2 separate regions of the Gossypium hirsutum genome follow, and region 1 is linked to region 2. A link is a contact called in public Hi-C data. All regions are on one chromosome and are shown on one strand. The core of a region is the stretch at or near the end of the contact, and the rest is flanking DNA. Distances in the headings are between cores, read along the strand shown.

The links. Hi-C and Micro-C count contacts between places; a contact is called where the count stands out from the background.
Region 1: a Hi-C map of leaf shows a contact between it and region 2, with 2.9 times the contacts expected there. The contact joins two enhancer-like sites. A contact is called at or near these places in 2 of 34 Hi-C or Micro-C datasets (both in leaf).

The regions. Positions count from the first base shown.
Region 1 is chrD09:25,099,957-25,102,656 of Gossypium_hirsutum_v2.1, reverse strand. No RefSeq gene overlaps it. Among protein-coding and RNA genes, the nearest start is that of LOC107892026, 7.0 kb to the right of the region's middle. Within about 2 kb of position 1,321, at least 1 of the 9 cell types and tissues checked has an H3K27ac peak or open chromatin away from gene starts, as enhancers often do. A contact at or near this core is called in leaf, where this site is marked.
Region 2 is chrD09:25,025,447-25,028,146 of Gossypium_hirsutum_v2.1, reverse strand. No RefSeq gene overlaps it. Among protein-coding and RNA genes, the nearest start is that of LOC107892026, 67 kb to the left of the region's middle. Within about 2 kb of position 1,411, at least 1 of the 9 cell types and tissues checked has an H3K27ac peak or open chromatin away from gene starts, as enhancers often do. A contact at or near this core is called in leaf, where this site is marked.

The DNA.
Region 1 (2,700 bases), core at 72-2,571, 75 kb before region 2:
CCTTACTCTCAGCTAGTTTTCATGAAGCAAAGTCTAATGCATCACTGTTTTTTACATTCATAACATCTTCTATCAAATGCATTATCTTTATTACATGAGACAATAATTATGAGGTCAGTGAAGTTATCCATGGTCTCAATGTGGCTTTCTCCTTAAAAAAGTTGGGCAAGCTTCGTTACTTTCTTGGGATAGAAATCAATTATAAGTATGATGGATGCTTATTTTTTCGGCGAAAGAACTATGTTATTGATATTCTCAAGAAAAGTGGCATGACCGTGCATGTGGGTTACCTACTCCCAAGGTAAGTAACTGGAATCTCTTGCGAATGATGCAAGTACGATTGAGAATGATGTGGATTACAGAAGCATTAGTGGAGTTATCACTAGACCCGATTAGCTTTTGATGTTAATAGAGTTGGTCAGTATATGCAAAACTCTTCAAATGTTCATTTTAATTCTGTCAAGAAGATATTGAGGCACAATATCAAACTGTAGCTTATGCCACTGCTGATATTACATGGATTGAATCTTTATTAGGTTAATTAAGAATTTCAGCTAATGATGAACCTATTTTGTGGTGCAATAACTCGAGTGCTGTAGTTGTTTTTACAAATACATTTTAAATTCAAGCATGTTGAGTTAGATCTATTTTTTGTAGAATAGAAGCTTGGTTCAGGACAGTTAAAAGTGGGTGAAGTTCCTGCACTTGCAATGCATATATACCTATATATATATTATTTGTTACCTTACCGAAATGGAAATAAAGATTTACACAGTGTGACATGTTTGACAGGAATAATGAATTTATCTGCATTTATCTCTGCACTGAAAAGGATTTTTCATTGCTTGATGGCTACACCTATGAAAAATAAGTATATATGGTTTTTTAAACCGATTGCACTTTCACCTCGATCACTTAAAATGAAAAAACCAAGTAGATTTGTTTGTAGTTATACACGTAGATATATGGCTCAAGTTTCTTTGAAACCCGACTAATCATTTTCAGCACTGACTGTTAAAAACAATGGCTGAAGTTAAGTCCCAGGTGTCGATGGAGGAGAATGAATGTCTCAGCACGGCGAGAGAGTTGATGGCAACCACATGAGATGATGAGAACCAAAAGCAACCTCCAATGGAGGGGACCGCTTCCTTCACCCCTTCACACTTTTCCTTTTACATCCAAGTTTTTTTAATTTTAACAGTATATAATAATTGAATATATGTAGAGAGAGAAAGGAAACAAAGCAACAAAACAGTCTTACTCAACATTTCAGACAGAAAACGAGAAGCAGTTAAGCTGGACCATGAGGAATCCTTCAAATTGACAAATAACCAATAAGAATTCAAGGATTAGGATGAACTTCAAAGTTTCATCCAATAAACGTACACTGAGATAAGACCTAACTTCCTGGTCCCTAAGAGCGGAATTGACAACTATGAAAACCTCCCCTTTGGCAAACCACCGAAAAGCGCATGGGCTAACATACTAGATACTACTCTTACAACTTACAGTATCCAAGACCAAGTGCAGCAGAAAACCAGAATAGGTAAAGGGTTAAAGCCAGTGAAAACAAAAAACCTGAAACCGTCAGGTTCTGATCCCTAATAGAGCCTTTTTCTTTTTCTTTTCGAAATTTTGATTTTGAAACAGATATTTAGGTAAAATTCATGCTGCCCGCCACCATATATTTATTATACAGTTTAACAGGATGATTTTAAAATTTTACTTTTAGTAATAACTTACTATATATATATATTCTAGAGCTCCTAAATAGTATGATCCATCAATAAACATCAAATTAACTTTTATTATTATTTTTCATTCTTGATCTACTTTTTATATAAATTCTAAAAAATCTTAATCTAACCTTTTTTTCTAAAATTATAAATCTTAATTTTAAATTCTAACCTATCATAAATTTAGTTGAAAAACAAAACCATAAACAAACCTTACATTACTGTTACTATTTGTTTATTTTATTTTATTTTCTGATATTAATTTATTTAATTAATCAACACTAATTAAGATTAAAATATTGCTAAAGAAAATTGATCTAGTATTAGAAAGTGTATGATATTAATTAAATTTTTTTAAAAAAAAATATGAAATGACACATTTTCATTTAATGCCTAAAAAGTGACTTTTTAAAACATCCTTTAAAATATTTATTACAATGCATTTATTTTTGTTTTATAATTATGTTTTTTATTAGAATTTTATAAAGTATACTTAATTTTATAAATATTTTTATATAACTTTTATACTCAAGCAAACAAATTCTTGCAATAAATATTTTATTATTAAATGAATGTCCATCAAGATCAAGATAAATTTGATATACATTAGGATTCTAATGTTTATTAGAAGTAGAGTTTCATATTATTTATACTTCTTATGTCCATGAATATATAGGTTTTGGAGAAGCATTCTAAACACCTTTATTGATCAATAAAATTCAGAGTTCTCTTGTTTCTTTTATTTCTTTTGTTTTTTTGTTCTCTTTATTATTTATTTTATAACACGTTATCAGTACGATACTTAATTTTCACAGATCCACTATTCCTTTCTAAATTTTTCTTTTTCTACAGAAAGATTTCAAGATGCCTTTTGACAAAACAAATCCTATAACCTTGCCAACACTCGAACTCAGGCTTTGCTATTGTACGCATCCTTCCTTAACCACTCAAATATGAATGCTCT
Region 2 (2,700 bases), core at 162-2,661:
ACTATCACTTTGAGCAAGATCGTGCTGATAATGTTTTATAAAATAAAGAGAGATGTAGAGAATAAAGAACAAAGAAAATAGGAAAGAAATAGACAATGTACTTTATTGATTAAAAGGGATGATTAAAATGTTTCATCAAAGTCTCTATTTATAGGCATAAGAAATATAAAAGAAGTAGGGATCTAATTTTAATAACTATTAGAATTTAAAATATATTAAAACTTTATCTTAATCATGATGGGCATCCACTTAATAAGATATTTATAACAATTACCTCTTAAATATAATTATTAGTTACTTTTAAAATATAAAAAACTGCAAATGTGGAATCAATGACAAAGTAAGAAATTTTATGCAACCGGAACGAGATAAAATTATAAAATTTTGGAAGAATCAAGGCTAAAAATTGTGTTAAAAAGAATTAGGTATTGTTTGATAAATTAAAAAATTAATTACTAAAAAATAAAGTATTGAAAATTTTACCATTGAATTTAAGTTATAATATATAATTGATATATTATTTAAAATTAAGTACGAAATATGATTATATTTTTTTATAAATATAAATCTTAAAATATGAAAAATTTTATTCTACATTTTACTCTTAATTGTTAAACATTTCACCTTATTCTAAACAAGTCCAAATTTTAACTGTAAAGTACTTATAATATAATATAATGTCAAAATAAATAAAGTATAATTGAATTAAATGAAAATATTCTTTATTAAGTCATAAGTAGCTCTTATTCTACGTTTTAGGTTGTTTTTATTTTGGATTATCAAATGTATATGAAAATTTAAATAATTGAAAATATTAATTTGAATTTATTTAATTCTTTTAAATATTTATCAAACAAGACCTTAAATTACATTATTAATTTTTGTACAAGCCAAAAATATTTTTTTATTCATTGAAGAGCTAAAATACTTAAATTGAATGATTTAAGTTTTTAGAAGAGTTACAAGAAAAATAATTGAAAATTTTGAAATTATATTTTTATATATTGAAATATCTGGAGGATAGTATTATTTAATTTAGATTTAAATTTGAATAATAATAATACTTTAATAAATTTATAATTTTAAAATTACAAATATTCCACCAACTATTATTTTTATTTTATACAATTACTGGAGGATAAAAAGTGAATTAAATCAATTTTGGGATTTTGGTAGTTAATTGTGGCGTAGAAGGTTTCAGGTTTCAACTCCTTGTGGACAAAAATTGTGGACTGTCAACCTCAATATTTGTCTCTTTGATTTAGTGTCATTTTACACTTCGATTTTATCTTTTCACATATATTTCGCCGAAAAGAAATTAAGAAAGGAAAAAGAAAGGCAATTAAAAGGGCGCACTGCCCCTTTTCCCCTTCTTTTGGCTCTATTTTGAATATCGGGGCAATGGTACCTTAGCCAACAAATTGTTGGGCACCACATGTCTCATCAATACATGCCAAGAAATATTTTAAGGCCTGCCGATGTCCAGACTTTATTTTATAACTTGTATCCATTGCATTGAATCTTACATTTTTATCAACTATACAATATAATTTTAATATAAATTCGTATATACTCTAATATAATATTTATATAATTTTAAACAAATTTCAGTTGCCTGCAAAAATAATCTAATATAAATAGTATACATCCAAATTTTATAATTATAACAAATTATTATAAAACATAATCAGACACCAAACAAAAATATAAATTAAAAACTTGTACATCATTTACACTAAGTGGGATTTGACCATGAGATCTTAAAGGTCTCTAGCCTCAACCTTATCATTAAATTAAGTACTCATTGGTAAAAGATGATTGAATATATATATATACATGGGAGTAATCCACTTACATATGTAAGTGTAAAACTAAAATAATTTTACATTCATTTGTATATTTTTGCACAACTAATATCTTAACGATTTAACCATGGAATTTATTTATTGTCCTTGTTATGCATATAAATTTTTGAATTGATTCAATATCTCTATTATATTGATCTAAAATATTGTATATATTAATATTTATTAAACGGTTGAAGCTTTTTTACATAAAATAAATAATTAAAAATTTTAAATTTACATCTAACTTGACATGGATGATCCATGTAAATGGAATATGAAATATGATAGTTGAGTCATTAAAATATTAATCATACAAAAATATAAGGAATTATATGAAACTATTTTAGTTTTGCAACTTAGTTTTACACCAATATAAGTGGTTTCCTCCCATATATAAATATATATATCCTCTTTTTCTTTAGCAGCAAAATCATTTCATTGCATATAAATTAAGTTTATATCACAATTTTGACCCTCAACTATATTTGTTTTCTCACTTTAGTATTTAAACTTCTTTTTTTCACTTGATGTCTAAATTCTTCCTCCATTATAGATTTTAGTTCAAAAAGTTAATGGTGTTAAAATGCGTCACATCTCACCTTTTTTTCCATGTCATCAGTGGCATGCCCATTGACCTTTGATGTGGTATAATTCATTGAAATTCCAACCAGTAAAACGGAAGAATTATAAATCTTTAAAATAATAGATAAGAATATCACAAATAAAGCCATTGCGACACCCATCAAAGGAGTCGTTCCCATCCAGGGGCTACCTTACCATATTCCAAATCTAGAACCAGATCTAGAACAGTTTGTCTTGGACCAGATCTAGAACTACCCTCAACGGTTTGTGT